Regions from separate parts of the Mus musculus genome. Here region 2 is linked to region 1. Evidence: chromatin contacts called from public HiChIP or PLAC-seq data. All regions are on one chromosome and are shown on one strand. The core of a region is the stretch at or near the end of the contact, and the rest is flanking DNA. Distances in the headings are between cores, read along the strand shown. Region 1 has its middle 7.9 kb from the start of Gm29595. Region 2 overlaps Armh3 (armadillo-like helical domain containing 3).

Region 1 (4,903 bases), core at 1,304-3,803:
GCCCTTGGGACAAAGGAAAGGACTAATCTGTCAAAAACTGGAGGCAGGATAAAATGACCCCTGCCTGGGATGGATGTCAAAGAAGTGTCTCTGGGGAAATGTCATTCTGCTTCCTTGGAGGGCTCCCATAGGTAGCTAAATTGGAAATCTACATGCCTCCTGTTGCCCTGCTCTCTCCCCTATCCCTCCCGCCCCATCCAACACACACACACACACACACACACACACACACACACACACACACATCTTAATTGTGTCCGGGGCTTTTCACAGCATTAATTAATCATATTTAGGGCTGTTTCCAGCTGTTGCTGAGGGAAAGAAGGTCCCACACGCCTGTGACTTAGTGTAAATCCACTCAGATGGAGGAATTCTTTGATTCTGCAGAGGCTGAGCATGGGAAAGCCACTTGTAATCCCACAGCCTCCCAGACCTCCGCCTGCCACCTCCCCCACCACTGCCCTCAGAAACTGATCTGGGCTGGAGAGGAGAGAGAGGGGAGGGCTGCCCGAGGAGCCCAGGGCTGAGGGGAGTGGGAGCTGGCTGTTTGATACTGCCTAACACTGGCAGTCTTCTGAGGTTCGGGCCTGGTGCTGACTAGCAGACTCTGCCCCAGCACTTGGGCCTTTAGAGGGCTTCAGAGAGCACAGTGGGTCCTGACCAGCCCCCGGGCCCAAGAGTTATATTCCAAGAGGCTGGGCCTGGAGTAGTCAGAGCGACACAGCAAGTGGGCATCACTGACCTAATTACAGCTCAGCACAGCCCCATGGTCTGAACAGAGCAAGGGCCTCCTAAGCTGCTTTCTGCCTGTCTCCCAAAGCCCTGGCCACACTCTGAGTTCTCAGACTTTCCTGTCTTCCTTGTCTTTTCCTGGCATTCCAGAGTTTGGCTTCAATACCTCTCTCTGAGGTCCTGGGGTACCACATCTTATCTTCACCAAGCCTTAAAGAAATACTTCATAAAAGGAAGGGGCGGGTCCAACTGGCAAGAAAGACTCCTGCTTCTTTGGTTAATGTTGGTAGGTCACTAGGTGCTCCTACTGAGTAAATACACCTGATGGTATTACTAGGGAGTGTGGGGGCAGTAAGGGACTGTCTCAGCCTCGTAGACCCAGATATCGGGGAGTCCCCCAAGGTGAGAGGTGTGAAGGTTATCAGGAGGTTGAAGGGAAATCCAGAGGTTATTACCCTAGCCTCTCCTGTGATGACCTCATCCCAGCTCACACCCTTGTTGAGGCCTTCTGGGTCCTGGCCTAACTGGGCCTAAATAATTGAGAAGCCCATTACAGCCTTGCGGTTTCCTCACTGTCAAGTGTAAACGCTGCACTGGTCGGGTGGGGAGATGGGGCTAATTTGAATTGATAATAGGAAACGCAGGGAAAAGTCATCTATAGTGAGTGAGGAGAGAGCGATCCCCGAGCAGATGCTAAATCTTGTATAATGAAAGAATCTGCCGATGTCAATTATGTACGAGCGTCTTTGCAGTGGTTAGAGGCGGTGGGCGGGTGAGGGAGCGGAGGGCTGGGTGCATCCCATAAACCCAAACACCCATCAAAGGCTCATACATATGGAGCGGCGGAGATTACGGCATAAATTTGAATGTTATGAATGTACATGAGGGACAGACAGGAAGCCCACCTCATAAGGGTAGGAAAGGGACCGTTTTTGTTTTGTTTTGTTTTGTTTTGTGCATGTACAAGGGAGCTTTGTCCTCTGGGCTCCTTGGTTGTGTCTCTCCTGCATCCAGTTGTGTCCCGGATGAGAAAGAAAAGGATGTGGGAGCTGTGGACAAGGACGGGCCAGCTGTGCCTATGGGGCTCAGGCACAGGGAGTTTGGCTGTTGGGCCGTCCTTGACCCATTAAGAGAGCAAAATACCTCTGCTGTGAGCATAGCTTTCCCTCACGCCTGACCAACGTGGACAGCAACATCCATTAGAGAACAGGAGAGGCTCACCTTGACTCCCTTTTCTTGCAGCACTAGGAACTGAGCCCAGGACCTCCAACAACACACCAGTCAAGAACTCTACTACTGAGTTATCCTCCCAACCTCTAGTATGGGTAGAGGGATCCTGGAAGACAGCCCGGAGGAAGAAGTCACCATTTGCTACAGAGGGGACAAATGGCTCAGAATGGCAATTCAGGGCCCCCAGCTTTCTGTTTTTAGGTACGCGTTCACACTGCACACGGGGAGTGTGTGAGTGTGTACACACAAGTATACCCTGGACCAGGGCTCAGACCCCTCCATCGTTCCCAACCTGCAGCTGCTCCCAGAGCCGACTCTGTGATTTGTAGTGCAGGCCACCCAGGGACTTTAATCTTCACCGTGACAAATGCAATAAAAGGAACAATTTGGAGATCAGAGCTAAGGAAGACACATTTACAAACCCTTCCCCAAAGGTTGGATGGCGCTGTCACCATGTGATTTGTGCAGGAGATGGAGCAGGAAGGGGGGGAAAGGGGGAGTCGGGGAGCTGGAGAAAGCAGCTGGGCTGGGGAAGAGGAAGCACCCTGTCACTCCCCGCTCGCTGCCGGATCATGGTGGGCGGGGTTAAGCGAGATGGGGGAGGGCCAGACCAATGGGCAGCCACTGCCTCCTCCCCAGCATGATCAAGGAGCACAACTCAATTACCCCAGAAACGTGAAGCTTCAGAGATCCATCTCAGCAGTTCCAGGAGGGGGTAAGAAGAGAGGGGACAGTGGTTGAAGGAGAAAGACAGACTGGCAGAGAGGCACAGTGAAAAGGCATTGTAATGGAAAGCAACGGAGCCCCAACCCACCCCACAGAAGCCCCAGTCTGGGGAAGGAAAAAGGAGGGGTGTTCCCAGCCTATCATAAAGCCCTGGCAGGACTGGGCATAGAGCAAAATGCACAGTGAGATCCAATCTCTGACAAACTTTTGGGGCAGGCAGGCAGGCAGATCAGCTGGGAGCGCTATGGGATGAGGTCAGGCTGGGTCTGAGAACGAGGCTGGCTGGCAGATGAGGTGGTGGCAGCGGCAGGGACTAAGGGCCTTCTCCACATTTCCCTTTCTCTAGCTGTGAAATTGTGCTAGGTTAGATGATTGGGGAAATGTCTGCCTACCTTCCATCTTGGAATCTTGAACAAACGACAGATGACTCAGTGGGGAGAGATAAGGTCGGTCCACTCCCAACTCCCCAGCTGCCTTTCCAGCTGTGGTCATGCTGGTCACTGGCTGGCACAGGATTCTGGTCTGCTGAGGTTTCAACTCTACTAAGCCAAGGTCAGACCCCCAGTCCTGGCCACTCTGCCCAGTTCAGAGTTCAAAGTTCCTCCTTGGCTCTCTAAAACTTGATCATTCTTATGTCCCTCTTGGCCTCCAAGCAAGGCCACCTGTCCCAACCCCACTCCAGCCTTGAACCGGAGATGATCTCTGCCCCAAGGTCTAACTTCCAAGCCTTTTAGCTCCTAAACTATGTCAACAGCTGAAATGCCCTTGTCCTCTTCTCTCCTAACCTTCCTCCTCCACCTGTCTTTGATCTTCCCAAGGCCAATTTCCTATCAGACTGAGGGACCAGAGTCCCATGCCCGGGGGAGGGTGTGATTTCTAGGCTGAGGCATTTAGATCCTCCAAATCATCACTGCCCAATGCTGGCTGACACAGGACTGTCTTCCTCGTCATCTCCAGGGCCAGACCCAGTCCCTGTACCCAAGAAAGTGAGTCTGCCAAGTGTTTGGATAGGAGTGGAGAAGAAGAGACACCAGGGAAGATTGGGTATGTTCTACCTAAAAGTAGTCATCGTAGTGATGACCCAGGGAACACAGAGAAACTAAACCAGCCAGACTGGCTCTATGCAGGCTGATGTCACATTCGGCCCACAGTGATGAGAGCTGAGAGGTATAAAGAGCGGCAGGAGCTGCAGACAAAAGTGTGTTTTGCGTGGTGGCGCATGCCTTTAATCCCAGCACTGGGCAGAGGCAGGCGGATTTCTGAGTTCGAGGCCAGCCTAGTCTACAAAGTGAGTTCCAGGACAGCCAGAGCTATACAGAGAGACCCTGTCTCCAAAAAAAAAAAAAAAAAAAAAAAAAAAAAAAAAAAAAAGTGTTTTGGCTTGGTTTGCTTATTTATGTAAGAAATCACTGCTCAAGAATGAATGGAAGGGGTTGGGGATATGGCTTAGTGGTTAAGAGCACTGACTGCTCTTCCAAAGGTCCTGAGTTCAAATCCCAGCAACCACATGGTGGCTCACAACCATCTGTAATGAGATCTGACACCCTCTTCTGGAGTGCCTGAAGATTGCTACAATGTACTTGCACATAATAAATAAATAAATCTTTAAAAAAAAAAAAAAAAGAATGAACAGAAGGGGCAGGAGACTAAGTTGAAAACAGGCTAGCTTTCCCAAGGTATCTTTGCACCAGAGAAATGGGCTGCAAGTGTGAAAACTTCAGACCACGCGAGTGGCGAGTGCCTCCATATGGACTCCACAGTGGATAGAGGACCTGAAGGAACCTTGTGCTTATAGCTGGATGGGGCAGTTCCCATGGTCCTCTGCTGCCTCCCCCTGGAGAGGGCAGGAAGGGAGTTCTGCCCTCCTTCCAGCCGGATGCAGCTTGCTTTCTCTTCCTCATACCTGCCCCACCCAGCTCCTGGAGTTCAGACACTGGATTAAGGATCGCCAGAGAAGCAGACATGATTGAGATGAGAGGGCAGAAGGAAAGAAAGGGAAGGAGAGAGGCATTGATTTATTGCTGTGAAGGATTGGCTCACAGATCATGGAAGCTGAGAAGTACCAAGATCTGTCGCTAGGAGCTGTCACAGTAGAGCATAGTCTTAGTCCTGAGAACGACAGGTGGGAGTCCTGGTGGGAGGCTGAACCAGCAATGCCACCTCCTAGGGCAGGAGGACAAGCAGAGCTTGGTCTTCTGCTCTTTGTTCAGTGGAT
Region 2 (4,903 bases), core at 899-3,398, 670 kb before region 1:
GGCAGTGACCCTCCTACTTCAGCCTTTTGAATGTTGCAGTTACAGACACGCCATGTAATCCCTGATGTTGTGCATACCTATGCCCATGTGTCATTTTTTGATGCAGGTCTCTCACTGAATGTGAGGTGGTTCAGCTCCCAGTATTGGGAGTATAGGTGCTCGAACTCATTATGTAGCTGAGGATGACTTGGAACACTTGTTGTTTTTTTTTTTTTTTGGTTTTTTTGAGACAGGGTTTCTCTGTATAGCCCTGGCTGTCCTGGAACTCACTTTGTAGACCAGGCTGGCCTCGAACTCAGAAATCTGCCTGCCTCTGCCTCTGCTGGGATTAAAGGCGTGCGCCACCATAGCCCGGCAACACTTGATTTTCTTGCCACCAATTAATGTTGGAATTACAAGCGTGTGCCAGGAGCCCAGTTTAGATGAGCCCTTCTTAAGCTTTATAGAATTTCTGGAATAGGGTTTGTTAATCTCATCATTCACTCTTGGCATAATGGGGTGGGTACTTCATTGTTGGAGAGGGTTTCCTGTGCATTGTAGAATGCTTAGCAATACCCCTGGTCTTTGGACTCTCTCCAGTAGATTCTATTGATATTTCTCTGGGTTAGGACAACCAGAAATGTCTCTAGACATTGACAAGTGTCTTCTGGGGCAGTTAGGATCCAGTGATCTGGAGTGATTGTTAAAAATGTAGGACTCGGGCTGGTGAGATGGCTCAGTGGGTAAGAGCACCCGACTGCTCTTCCGAAGGTCCAGAGTTCAAATCCCAGCAACCACATGGTGGCTCACAACCATCCGTAATGAGATCTGACTCCCTCTTCTGGAGTGTCTGAAGACAGCTACAGTGTACTTACATATAATCAATAAATAAATCTTTAAAAAAAAAAAATGTAGGACTCCCTCTTCAGCTGTGGATAGCCAGATAGACAGACTGTACCTCAATAGAGGAAAATGTAGACTCCTAGTCTTTATCTTAGCAGTCTGATTCAGTAGTGGGAAGGGTTAGGAGTCTATATAGTTAGGAGGTACTTTAGGGGAATCTAAATCAGGGAATCATCGCTCTGTAGTACTGAATGTACTCTCAGACCTGTACTTGAATTATTCCCCATTTCATCTTTCTCTTCTTGGTTTATAGTGTTTGATGTGAACTTGACACAAACTAGAGTTATTTGAAAGGCGGAAACCTTAATTGAGAAAATGCCTCCATAAGATCTAGTTGTAGGGCCCTTTCTCTCTCTCTCTCTCTCTCTCTCTCTCTCTCTCTCTCCCTCCCTCCCTCCTTCCCTTCCCTTCCCTTCCCTTCCCTTCCCTTCCCTTCCCTTCCCTTCCCTTCCCTTCCCTTCCCTTCCCTTCCCTTCCCTTCCCCCCTTCCCTTCCCCCTTCCCTTCCCCCTTCCCCCTTCCCCCTTCCCCCTTCCCCCTTCCCCCTTCCCCCTTCCCCCTTCCCTTCCCTTCCCCCTTCCCTTCCCTTCCCCCTTCCCTTCCCCCTTCCCCCTTCCCTTCCCCCTTCCCTTCTTCCCCCTTCCCTTCTTCCCCCTTCCCTTCTTCCCCCTTCCCTTCCCCCTTCCCTTCCCCCTTCCCTTCCCCCTTCCCTTCCCCCTTCCCTTCCCCCTTCCCTTCCCCCTTCCCTTCCCCCTTCCCTTCCCCCCTCCCTTCCCCCTTCCCTTCCCCCTTCCCTTCCCCCTTCCCTTCCCCCTTCCCTTCCTTCCTCCCTTCCTTCCTTCCTTCCTTCCTTCCCTCCTTCCCTCCTTCCCTCCTTCCCTCCTTCCTTCCTTCCTTCCTTCCTTCCTTCCTTCCTTCCTTCCTTCCTTCGTTTCTCTTCCCCCACCCTCACTCCCCTCTCCCCCAAGACAGGGTTTCTCTGTGTAGCCTGGTTGTCCTGGAACCCAGACCAGGCTGGCCTAGAACTCACAGAGATCCACCTGACTGCCTTTCCAGAGCTGGAATTAATGGTGTGTGCCACCATGCCCACCTGTAGGCTATTTTTTTAATTAGTGATTCTTTGGAGAGGACCCAGCCATTGTGGGTGGTGCCATCCTTGGGCTGGTGGTCCTGGGTTTTATAAGAAAGCAGGCTGAGCAAGCCATGTGAAACAAGCCAGTAAGCAGGTTCCCACTGTGGCCTCTGCATAGCTCCTGATGCAGGTTTCTGTTCTGCTTGAGTTCCTGTCCTGACTTCCTCAATGATGGACTGTGCAGTGTAAGCCAAATAAACCCTTTCCTCTCCAAGTTGCTTTTGGCCATGGAGTTTCATTACAGTGATAGTAACCCTAAGACAATGTCTTTCCATTTATAATCAAGTTTGGTGGATAATTATGCCCAGAGGACTAAATTTGCTCAATTAACATTGCAGCAGTGAGTTAGTTAGTTAGTTTGTTTTTGTTTCCAACTTGACACAAGCTAGGCTCATCTGAGAAGAGGGGACTTCAACTGATAGAATGCTTCCTTCAGATTGGCCTGTAGGCAAGTCTAGGGGACACTTTCTTGATTGATGGATGATTGGTGTGGAAAGGCCCAATCCACTGTGGTCTCCACTATCCTGGGCAGATGTCCCAGGCGCTATAACAAAGTAGGCTAAGCAAGCCATGGGAGCCTGTTAATGAGTATTGTTCTTTCATGATCCCTGCTTCAACTCCTGCCTCTAGGTTCCTGCCTTGAGTTTGTGCCCTGACTTAATGATGAACTATAAGCTGTAGGCTGACATAAACTCTTTCCTTCCCAAGATGCTTTTGGTCATAGTCTTTTTCACAGCAACAGAAGGCAACCTAAAACGTGCATAAAATTGGGCATAGTGGTGCATGCTTGTCATCTCAGCACCTGCATGGTGGAAGCAGGAGGATTAGCCGTTCATAGTTACCCACAGTTTGAGTCAGCCTGGGCTGTAAGAGATCCTGACTTAAAAAATAAGTTAGTGTGATGTCATCTTTTAAGTAATGTTTACAAGGGATTGGAGAGATGGCTCAGTGGTTAAGAGTACTTGTTGCAGCCAGGCATGGTGGCACATGCCTTTAGTCCCAGCACTTGGTAGGCAGAGGCAGGTGGATCTCTGTGTTCGAGGCCAGCCTGGTCTACAGAGTGAGTTCCAGGACAGCCAGGGCTACACAGAGAAACCCTGTCTCAACCCCTCTAACCCCCCAAAATTTTGCTTAACCCTTACTGACACCAGAGTGACGCATTCCTGGGATCTCAGAAGGTTTTCTTGTGCTTCTTTGCTACTGTCTCCCTGCTGCTGTCCCAGCTCTGTCACTGTAGATGAGTTTTGTCTTTTGATCTTACAGAAATGGAATCAGCAGGCTGTACTCTTCTATGTAGCATTTCTGTGAAGGTTAACTGCTGTTTCATGAATCACTTTTTACTTGTTTGTTTTTGTGTGATTTTTTTGTTTTGTTTTGTTTGTTTGTTTGTTTGTTTGTTTGCTTTGAGACAGGGTTTCTCTGTATAGCCCAAGTTGTCCTGGACTTACTCTGTAGTGAGCCCAGGCTGACCTCAAAGCCAGAGATCTGACTGTCTCTGCCTCTCCAGTCCTGGAATTAAAGGCTTGTGACATCATTCTTCCCAACCCTGGCTGATTTATTTACTTTTATTTTATATGCATTGGTGTTTGCTTGAATGTATATATTCCTGTGTAAGGGTGCCAGATCCCCTGGAATTGGAGTTTCAGACAGTTGTGAGCTGCCATGTGGTTGCTGGAAATTGTTCCAGGGTCCTCTAGAAGTCCACTGGCCATCTCTTTAACCCCCATGTTTCATGTATTATTAATGTCTTTTAATTTTCTGTATATTAAATTGTATGACTGTATTATAATTTTTCCATTTTCTGAGATACTTTTAATAATAATTATTCGAGACAGGAATTCTCTGTGTAGCCTTGATTGTCTTAGAGCTCATTCTTCTTCTTTTTTTTTTTTTTTTTTTTTTTTTTTCCAAGACAGGGTTTTTCTATATAGCCCTGGCTGTCCTGGAACTCACTTTATAGACCAGGCTGATCTTGAACTCAGAAATCTGCCTGCCTCTGCCTCCCAAGTGCTGGGATTAAAGGTACAAGCCACCATCGCCCAGATAGTTTTTATATTCTATGTATGCTCATGTGTTCGAATGTAGGTTTGTTCATGTGAATGAAGGGTCTCCGTTCGTTCCGCCTCCAAGTGCAGTTTGGGTGCTGGAGCCCAATCTCAGGACCTCTGCAAGAGCAGCATCAGTTCTTATGACTGAGCCATCTCTTAAGCCTCTCTGCTGAGAAATATTTCAATACTCTTTTTAAAGAATTTTAAATATTTATTATGTGTAAGTGTACCCATAAGTATATATGTGCACACATGAGTAGTTACTTGCTTGCTGAGGCCAAAGAGTGTGGGCCAGAAGGCAGCATCCGATGTCCTGGAACCAGAGTTGTAGGCTGTTGTGAGCCTCCTGTTTGAGTTCTAGACATCAAACTCTGCAAGAGCAGCAAGCTCTTCTAATGACTGAGCAGTTTCTCCAGCTCCCTTAAAACTTTTTACAAATTATTACATTTACTGCGTGAGTGTGTATTTATTTATGTGTGTTGAGGCGCACATGCAGAGATCAGAGAACAGCTTGCAGGAATCCGTTCCTGTGATCCCAAAATGCACCTGTCCTACTGAGCAGCTTTGCCATCTCTTGAGTTCTCTATATATTTGAAAAGCAAGGGCTAGGAATATAATTCAGTGGTGGATCACTTGTCTGTAATGTGAAAGGCCCTCCCTAAGCCAAACCAAACCAAACCTACACACAACCTAGAAGTATAAGATAACCCCTTCGAGAAACTTCACAGAAGCTTTTCAAAAAGGGTTCACCCTAATGTAGGCTCTGGTGTTTCTGTCTGAACCTGTTTGTGTGCTCAGACCTTGGGTTTATTGTACCTGACCTTCTCTCCATCTTCAACACT

The links. HiChIP or PLAC-seq counts read pairs in DNA pulled down with a chosen protein or histone mark.
Region 2: an H3K4me3 HiChIP or PLAC-seq map of bone marrow-derived macrophages shows a contact between it and region 1, with 5 times the contacts expected there. The contact joins two enhancer-like sites. A contact is called at or near these places in 3 of 115 datasets of contacts at active chromatin or transcription factors (bone marrow-derived macrophages, embryonic stem cells and large pre-B cells) and 1 of 9 other capture datasets (embryonic stem cells).

Annotation. Positions count from the first base shown.
Region 1 is chr19:45,308,746-45,313,648 of GRCm38.p6, reverse strand. No RefSeq gene overlaps it. Among named protein-coding and RNA genes, the nearest start is that of Gm29595, 7.9 kb to the right of the region's middle. Within about 2 kb of position 2,553, at least 115 of the 459 cell types and tissues checked have an H3K27ac peak or open chromatin away from gene starts, as enhancers often do. A contact at or near this core is called in bone marrow-derived macrophages, where this site is marked.
Region 2 is chr19:45,981,821-45,986,723 of GRCm38.p6, reverse strand. The region is part of intron 1 of Armh3 (armadillo-like helical domain containing 3); the gene reads left to right. Among named protein-coding and RNA genes, the nearest start is that of 4930505N22Rik, 14 kb to the left of the region's middle. Within about 2 kb of position 2,148, at least 17 of the 459 cell types and tissues checked have an H3K27ac peak or open chromatin away from gene starts, as enhancers often do. A contact at or near this core is called in bone marrow-derived macrophages, where this site is marked.